2 separate regions of the Mus musculus genome follow, and region 2 is linked to region 1. Evidence: chromatin contacts called from public promoter capture Hi-C data. All regions are on one chromosome and are shown on one strand. The core of a region is the stretch at or near the end of the contact, and the rest is flanking DNA. Distances in the headings are between cores, read along the strand shown.

Region 1 (4,663 bases), core at 1,898-4,397:
TGCTTTGCTTTGGGATCCCATTTGTCTATCTTACTACACCTGGGCTCTGATTGGCCAGACGGGTCTACTAAAACTCCCTGTATGAGGCTAAGAGACCCTGGCGGCATGGGAATGAAGATGAACTGAGCCTGAGAGTGTGTGTGTTGTTGGGGTTGAGACCCAGGGCTTTATTCATGCTAGGCATACATTCTTGGAGTCAACTTTACATTGCTAAGGCCAGATTGGCCACACTGGAGGAGGGAGAGCCATACCCTCTCTGATACCATCTGGTGACAGACTGGATGACACAGTACAGGGGCTAGGACAACTCTGGAATCGATAAGAGAGAGAATTCGACTACTAAATTCTTGACCCCAAAGGACAGACAGGGCATGACGGTTTGGGACCAATTTGGATGAAGTAATTACAAACATTTTTTATTGAGTCTTTAAAAACAAACAACAGTCCACTCAAATGCCTGGAGAGGATGCTTGCACATGAACCCCAAGGCCATCTTAGAGAACATGAAATTGAGTAGTGTGCCAATAACTTGGATCCTGCCACTGTAGTCTGTCTTTGGAAGTTGCTTCCACTGACCAGGCTCTTGTATAACAGGGTAAGGTCCACCATGGACACGGGAGTTCAGCTGCTGTCACCGTCACTGCTGATGATATCACGCATATGGGACCAGTCTGGAGGTGCTTGGCGCGGCTGCTCCTCTTCTGAGTCCAGGGTTCGGCGATAAGTCTCTCCTGGGGAGGTCCCTTCCCCTGAAGGGTTCCAGGCATTTCGTCTTCGTGGCCGGCCTGGGAGGTGGGGAGAGAAAAATCAGTTCCCGGACCCCAGGCTCTTCCTTCCCTGAAGCAGAAATTGTTTACCTGTACTGCTGATGATGTTGGCAACATCCAGGGCAGCCACTTCAGCTGCCTCTTCCCGCTGCAGCTTCAGAGCGCGACACTTCTCCAAGGAAGGGTTCCCTGGAGCAGAAGCAGCTTGTGAGGCCTCCTCCCCAGTGCTCAGGCCCTCCTGTAGATCTCAGGCACACCCCTCTCACCCTTCATGCCCAGTGCTTCCAGCTCAGCCCTGAGGACACTCAGGCGCGCCTTGTGGGAGCTGCAGGAGCCCAGCAGCTTCTTGTAGTTTCGGTGGGCACCACAGGCTCGAATGTAACGCTTTAGTCTAGCCACAGCTGGGTGGTCCTCTCCACAGCGAGAGGCAGCCTAATAAGGAGTTTGCAGCTGAAGTCCCTTTTCCTGAGTGGATCCCACCCACCTGGTGTGTCCTCTCACCTTCCGACCTGTGGGTTCTGGACCTGAATCTGATGAAGATGAGGAACTTCGGGCCTTGCCCTTCTGACCTGTGGGTTCTGGACTCGAATCTGATGAAGATGAACAACTTCGGGCCTGGCCGTTCTTGGAGCTCTTGTTGGAAGAGCGGCTCTTCCTCTCCTCTTTGGTGTTTTGTCCTGCCTGGGAGTCACTCACTTCCCTCTCTGTGTCACTGTCACCATTACTGCTGCCTAGGCTGCCTGACTTTGTAGTGCCTTGAGCAGCTGCTTGCTCCTGTGTGCTGTTACTGTCATCCCTGCTGCTTGTGTTCTGCCTCCTCCCACTCTCGGTCTGGGTCCTGACCTTGCTCTTTCTCTTCACCGAGTGCTCTTCTCCCTCCTCACTGCTGTCCCCACTACCCACTGTGCCCTCTTCCTTCTCTGCCTCCCCCTTCTCACTGCTGTCCCCACTGCCCACTGTGCCTCCTTCCTTCTCTGCCTCCCCCTCCTCACTGCTGTCCCCACTGCCCACTGTGCCCCCTTCCTTCTCTGCCTCGCTGTCTCGCAAGCCTCCAGTTGGCCTCCCAGGCCTGCTTTTCTGCTTATAGCTCTTTCTCTCCCTGGCTGTTCTCTCTGCTCTGTTACTTCTGGATCTGGGCTCACTAAGCTCTTTCTTCTTAGCTGGGCTCTCCTCTCCGCTCTCTTCACTCTCCTCCTGGCAGTTAGCACCTGTGCTTCCCTCCACCTTTGCTCTCTGCAGCACAGCCTCCTCCTCACTGCTCCCACTCTCTTCCCTAACCTGCTTCCTGTCTGCCTTGAGTGGTACTTGCTTGTCTTTGGCCCCAGCTTGCTTTCTAACCTGGCCCTTCTGTTCTTGTTTCATGTCCTCCTCTTCCTCGGTGACCTTACCTGATCTAACAGAGCCCTCTGCTTCCCCCTCACTGCTCTCCTCCAATCCCATCTTTGCATCCAGGTCTGTTTGGTGGTCTTCATCTGTGCTCTCAACTGCTTTCTTTAAGGCTCTTCTTAGACATGTCTTCTTGGTTGTCCTGTTCTTTGTTGAGGGTCCTGAGCCATCTGGACTGGATGGTGAAGAGCTGGATTCTGAAACATGGGGATGGGACTGGATGGATTCCTCCCTCTCCTTCCATCTAGAATAGGATGCTTCTAGATCTACTCTGGTTAAGAGTGAAGGGCAGCAAGAAGCACCACAGCTGTGGCCCCAGCTGGTTCCTGACTCACTGTCCCCCAAGCCCCAGCCTTGCAATTAATACATGCGCCTCGCCTTTTGAAGAAACCAATGATGCTGGAGTCACAGACAGATAAACAGGGAAGAAGGCACTAACCTGACTCTGAATTAAAGCGGAACCTTTTCTTCTTTGGGTCACTGCAGGGAGCAGGAGACCTCTTCACTTTGATAAAGTCTGGCTTTCCTTCCCTGGTACCAGCATCCGCCTGTGGGTGCAGCATGAGGGCAAACCGAACCAAGATGCCCTGCCCCAACCCCTCAGCAACAAACCCTGTCTCTGCTGGCCCAGGGTTAGACCCACACCTGCATTTTCGGCAGCTCCTCCTCCACCAGCCGCTTCAACGCCTGCTTCTCTTCAGGTTCAAGATGATCCCGACCCACGTGAATCAAAAATTTCTGTCGCACGATGGCGTGCGTAACCGAGCTACAGAGACACGTGTCATGACAGAGTTCCAGCCTAACCCCTCCCCTTCACAACCCAGACTCTAATACCCAGACTCTATGCACCTGAGGTCCGGGCAAGCTCGAAAGAAGCTGCGAGTGAATTTTCGCATCTCATCTCCCGGCGCCATTTTGCGTCACCAGGGATTGGTTGCTCCCGCCTTTTTTTCTTCAAGGCTGGTTTCCCGAGCGACAGTAGTTTGCGCACGCGCAGTGCGGCGGCTTCGTGAGGAATGGGACCGTTGAGCCTCCGATGTGGAGCACTGAGACGGAAAACTTTGGCCGACCTTGCTTTTTCCTGAGCAGCTGGTGGGTCTTGAGCGAGGTTTCGACTCTTTGCTAAAACTACGTGTTAAAATTTTCGCTAGAAGCCGGTTCGGCGCCGGCAGTCTTTATAACGTAATCAGTTCAATCAATCCCTGTGGTCGGGATTAACAAATTAGGTCGCTTGTTTCGAAAGGCAGAAGGGAGACGGTATTCTCGCTAACATACTGAATTTCTGGTTATATTCTTTTGGTTCCAAATCTTTATAAACAGTTTACAATCAATAATTGTGCCCCCCCAGTGTCCAGCTCCTCTGTGACCTCAGCTCACCGCGAAGCCACTGGAAGCAGCGTTCCTTTCGGGTCTTCCCCCAGGAGGGCGGGCGGTGTGATTACGCTCCCCGCGCGCGGAGGACGCTGGGAGTTGTAGTCCGTTTCATACGGCGTTGCAAAGTCTCCGGAAGTGGAGGTGTGAGAGGCCGGGCGGACTTGGGTAGCGGGACTCTACTCCGGGGCGTTTCTCCCTGGCGGGTCATGAACGGACCAGCGGACGGCGAAGTGGACTACAAAAAGAAATACAGGAATCTGAAGCGGAAGCTCAAGTTCCTCATTTACGTGAGTGCCAGCGTGGGGCGGTTGTGGAGTGTGAGGCCTAACTCGGAGAGGACCTCAGTTTACCCATGTGGTAAAGGGGGTGAGTAGGGAGAGATGTCTCCGGGTTCTGGGTCTTTTATGGATTGCTCTTGGCTCAGCACCCGCCCTGTCCGCCGCAGGAGCACGAGTGCTTCCAGGAGGAGCTCAGAAAGGCGCAAAGGAAATTGCTGAAGGTTTCCCGAGACAAGAGGTAAGGCATCTTGTGGGCACGAGGGCACTGTTAACTCCCAGGGAATCCGTTCTTACGCCGTCCCGGAACAGGATCCCAAATGCATGCAGTCTTAGGAGGATCCAGTGGGTCTCCTAGGAGGGACTAGGTAGGGCTCAAGACCACCAAAATGGGGATACCCACCCTCCTTCCCACTTGTCTCAGTTTCCTTCTAGATCGACTTCTGCAGTATGAGAACGTGGATGAAGACTCCTCTGGTGAGCAAAGTCATGACCACTTTTAGGAAGATATGAGATACTGGCCCTTGAAACACGTGTTCCTAGGTCCACCCTCCTAGGGTCCGGAAGCTGATGCAGGCCCCTCCAATGGTTCTTAAGCCTAGTTGCTGCCTTCTGTCACCTTCTTCCTGTTTTGTCTTTTTTCACCCCATTGGACAAGGTTTCTCTGTGTAGTCCTTTTGTAGACCAGGCTAGCCTGAGGCTAGCCTCAGAAATCCGCCTGCCTCTGCCTCCAAAGAACACACCACGCCTCTGGATTTTCAAGTATTTCCTTATCCACTGTGTTCTAGGTACTGTGCTTGACACAGGCTGGCAAAATGAAGGAAGCCTCTGGCTGCTTGTCATTTCTATCAGTTGTCTATA
Region 2 (4,565 bases), core at 115-2,614, 540 kb before region 1:
AAGATCAATCATTTATAGGGCGACATCCTGTTCACCATAGCCTTGTTCCACACATTAGAAGGTATATGCTGTATGAAACTGGGGGAGCTGATAGCGATCTCATAACCCTGGGTCACCCCTCCTCCCACTCTGGTGGTGCAGTTGGTTGGGGATTAAAACTATTTTCAGGGCAGGAGAGATGGCTCAGTGCTTAAGAGCACTGCCTGCTTTTCAAGAGGTCCTGAGTTCAATTCCCAGCAACCACATGGTGGCTCACAACCATCTGCAATGGGGATCTGATGCCCCCTCTACTGGTGTGTCTGAACACAGCTACAGTGTACACCTTTTGCTCTCTTGCTCTCTAACCCTCTTCTGCTCTGTCCCTTCTCTCCTCATTCCCCTCCCCCCTCCATGTGTTCTATTCCACTTCTCTTTTCTCTCTCTTTCTCTTTCTTCTCTTTTTCTCACCTTTCCTTCTCTCCCTCTCTCTCTGTCTCTCTTCATCTGTCTCTATTAAGCCATCAACTCTCCACCCCATGCCTTAAATAAACTCTATTCTATACTGTACCATCATAAGCTGGTACCTCCGGGGGGAAGGGAGGACTCAAATGAGCTCTCAGAGGCACCCCCTTCACCTACACCACACTGTGCCTCCACCAACATATCCCTGGCTTCTTTTTCTTTTTTTTTTTTATAAAGCACAAACAGCTCTGAATGATGACAAATAGGATAATATTCCTTTCATAGGTAGGTATTCTTATATTAAAATAACAATGAGTCAGACTTAAATCCTTACTGTGAGTTGGACCTCATTCCTCCCCGGACTCTCACAAATGGCCCAGAAATCTTAACTCCCTGCTAAGAGTGAGGCAAAGAAATCCAGATGGGCAGGAGTACATTTAACCTTTTAGAAGATTGGATGGTCTGGAATGTCCCAGGTGTCCTGGCTGATCAAAGATCAGCTCTGTGATCTCTGATCTGTATCAGGAGCAGTCAGTATTCCTCAACTAGTTTGAGATTTGAAGACCAAGCTGATAAAACCACCACAACTGGAGGCCTGCTTCATTTAATAGCTTATTAACAGGTCTCCCTCCACAGGCTTGCTTCTAGCTCCGAGATGAACACTGACCACAAATAAAATACTAAACATCTATTCACAGGCCGCTTCCACCTAGCTGACCTTGAGAGGGCTGTGGGTCTTCTGAGACCATAAAACCCTCCCTGTATGTGGTCCTCACAGGCAGGCAGTCTCATGTGGGCCTGTCTGCCTGGGATTTGTTCTCAGACTGGCACTTGTAGACTCTGTGGCCATTTTTGATGAGGGCTGGAAGAAATTGATGCAGGAAGTCAAGTAATGCAACCCTGGGCAGGACCGCTAGGGAGCATAGTTCCTGAGATGCCGCGCCCAAGTCCACATTTTTACGCGGTCTTCCTGAAATCTCCGCTGTGCTCCTATCAGTTTTCAATTTTCACCTACATTAAGGTGCCCACAGACCTGGTTCCTGTCCCTTTTCAGCCCTGGTACCCGACCACGGACACCGTGAACTGAGAAGGCAATCCCAGGCGTGCGGGGCTGACCCAGGGACTGTGCGGGGAGTCCCCATGGCGCAGAGGATGGCCCGGGGAAGGGCCTGGGCTCCGCCTGCGTCCTGTAAACCCGAGGCTGTGAGCTTCGCGGACGTGGCCGTGTACTTCTCCCCGGAGGAGTGGAGGTGTCTGCGGCCGGCGCAGAGAGCCCTGTACCGAGAGGTGATGCGCGAGACCTATGGTCTCCTGGCCTCTCTCGGTGAGAACCTTCCTGGCCGCCTGTGTTCGCGCCTCACGTGACACCGTGGGTCCTGCGTGGCAGCAGAGAGACCTGGGCACGGGCGGTCGGAACCAAGTGGGTTGTCCTCTTGACTAGTGGGTTTGCTATTTTTCCCTTCAGGACTTGGAGGCGCCAAACCAGCACTCATCTGCTGGGTGGAGGAAGAGTCCGAAGTGTGGGGACCCTGTGCACAGGATCCAGAGGTGGCCATGTGCAGGACAGAAGTCCACTCAGGTGAAGGACTGGGTACTTGCCTGGGGAAACTTCTGTGTTGCCAGCCTGTGTGGTGTCTTCTAGTGACTGCACTTACTGCCTGGCAGTTTCTTCTTATTTTGCTGTTTCCTGGCCAAAGCCATGATGGCTGGCTCCTGGATTCATCTGAAAAGGGGCTGTGATTGTTCTGTCCAGTGCTCTCACCTCATATCTACAGGGTCATTAGGCTGTATAGGTTGTAGCCCCTCGTTCCCACTTCTTCTCTGCTACTATCTCTGTGACTGCGTTCTGGAGTCTCCTTCAGTTCTTGCTGTCCACCTCTGACAAGTGCTTCTTAGACAACTGCACTTGGGATTGGGGACCACACAGACCCCTTTCTTTATGCTGCATCTGGACATCTGTGCACCGCACATGCTCAGATGCGGTGGTCTCTACCGTCCTGTGTCCAGTCTGTCCCCATGTGGCGCTGTGGAAATTAAGGGGCAGTAGAAGTCAGAGTCTGAGCTTTTTTCATGGTCTCCCAGCAGATTGCAGGCACGAGAAGGAAAGGAAGAGACCAAGAGAAGAGACTGAAGCAATGCAGAAGACATTTTCTCCAGAACCTGGGCAGAAGGAGCCACAACTCTCATTTGCTGGCTCCGCTAGTGGAATTCAAGCCACGGTCCTAAGGGCAGACAAGCGTCACGGGTGCCATTTGTGTGGGAAGAGTTTTGCCCAGCGGCCCACATTGGTGGAGCACCTGTACACTCACACAGGTGAAAAGCCGTTTCAGTGCCCAGACTGCAACAAATGCTTCGGCCGGGCTTCTTCCCTGACCATGCACCGAGCCATACACCGAGGGGAACGGCCGCATCAGTGTCCTGACTGTGGGAAGAGTTTTACCCAGCGGTCCACATTGGTGGCACACATGTATACTCACACAGGTGAAAAACCATTTTGTTGCCCCGACTGCAACAAATCCTTCAGCCGGTCTTCTTCCCTGAGCTCTCACCGGGCCATACACAGAGGGGAACGGCCTCATTGTTGCCCTGACTGTGGCCGAGCCTTCACACGTCGCTCTGGCCTCATTGCCCATCTCCGTATCCACACTGGGGAGAAGCCTTACTGTTGTGCTGATTGTGGACGCTGCTTCAGCCAGAGATCTGCGTTCCGTGAGCACCAGCGGGTGGTACACAGTGGTGTGACCCCCTTCACTTGCACTCACTGTGGCAGAGCCTTTGCGGATTCCAAATATCTTCGGCGCCACATGCGCATCCATACAGGTGAAAAGCCTTATTCATGCCCTGATTGTGGTCGCTGCTTTCGCCAGAGCTCTGAAATTCCAGCCCATAGGAGGACCCACACTGGCGAGCGTCCTTACCCCTGCCCTCAATGTGGCAGGCAGTTTCGCACAAAGTCAGCTATGACAAGCCACCAGTGGGTCCATAGACCAGGAGCTAAAGGCCATAAGGACAAAAAAGCCCGTCAGTTATCTATATCCCTGGACCCTAGACAAGAGGACCCGGATCCACCTGTGGGCTTCTAGCATTACCCAGAGATATTCAGAAAGTGTGGGTGATGGTCTTAAAGGCGTCAACATAGAGGGTGAGATATGTACATTGTTTGAGGTCCAGAGGGTTGAACCTATGTCATCTTCCGGAAGTCACAGACGTTCTAGGTACTGCTGGTCTGGGCACCGGGTACAGTCTTTTTGGTGATTTCTAGATGCATCTGCACACACTCCGGATGTACTGTCGTCTTTACATCTATTGGGCTGGGCTGGGCAACCCTACTAGAGCTCCATGAGAAGCGAGGGCCTTTTCCTGGCTCAGAAGTATTGATAGGCCTGAGGATGAAGAGAGCCTCGTTGAAGTCATTGTGTCTTTAATGCAGAGGCTAAAGTTGATGGCTCTGTGTGGGTTGAGCCAGCTGCATTCTCCGGGATTGAGTTACTGGTCAAGAGCCCGGTGTGGTGGTTCCTGCCTGTGATTCCCCCACTGGGGAGGTAGAGACAGGAAGATCAGAAATTTGAGACCAGTTTGGGTCACCTGAGACTGCATATAAACATAAATGAATTTATTTATTTATTAATAACTGTAATTAATTACAGTTTAAAAACCAAAGTATCTATCACATGTACCAAAGGCCCAAGTTTGTAGGTTCTCTGGAAAAAATCCAAAATATTCAGCCCAGCAAACAAGACAGAAGAGTTCTGTGGTCCATTCTCAGCACTCCATACACTGTGTGTGCTGGCACATGCTTGCTTGCAGCCCTTGGTAGCTGGTGGCACAAGGATGTTCAGAACTTTAAGGCTGCCCTCTGTCACAGACAGACAGACAGACAGACAGACACACACACACACACACACACACTCGAGGTTCAGATCAGATCACAGCTACAGCTCCCATGAGTTGATTTCAGCATTGGAAGGAGAGAACCAGGTCTGGAAGACAGTGGATTTTAGGATTTTCTCAATCAAGGAGGGCTTGTATAAAATTGGATGGCATAGAAGGAAAAATAAAGAAAGAAACAAAAACCCCACAAATGATTTCTGCTCCTCATTTGTATTTTATGTTATGGCTTTTAA

Evidence for each region. Capture Hi-C pulls out chosen DNA fragments and counts their contacts.
Region 2: a contact with region 1 is called in a promoter capture Hi-C map of liver, with 2.4 times the contacts expected there. The contact joins the promoter of Zfp764 here to the promoter of Ino80e in region 1. A contact is called at or near these places in 2 of 115 datasets of contacts at active chromatin or transcription factors (double positive thymocytes and large pre-B cells) and 1 of 9 other capture datasets (liver).

Annotation. Positions count from the first base shown.
Region 1 is chr7:126,860,856-126,865,518 of GRCm38.p6, reverse strand. It overlaps Ino80e (INO80 complex subunit E), which reads left to right and starts at 3,147. Exons shown (of 8, transcript NM_001370765.1): 1 at 3,147-3,245; 2 at 3,502-3,814; 3 at 3,973-4,043; 4 at 4,227-4,279. The coding sequence starts at 3,190. It overlaps Hirip3 (HIRA interacting protein 3), which reads right to left and starts at 3,547. Exons shown (of 7, transcript NM_172746.3): 1 at 3,003-3,547; 2 at 2,799-2,919; 3 at 2,593-2,701; 4 at 1,269-2,350; 5 at 1,034-1,199; 6 at 858-956; 7 at 397-785. The coding sequence starts at 3,067. The coding sequence ends at 622.
Region 2 is chr7:127,403,621-127,408,185 of GRCm38.p6, reverse strand. It overlaps Zfp764 (zinc finger protein 764), which reads left to right and starts at 1,364. Exons shown (of 3, transcript NM_146203.4): 1 at 1,364-1,765; 2 at 1,907-2,020; 3 at 2,527-4,518. The coding sequence starts at 1,582. The coding sequence ends at 3,524.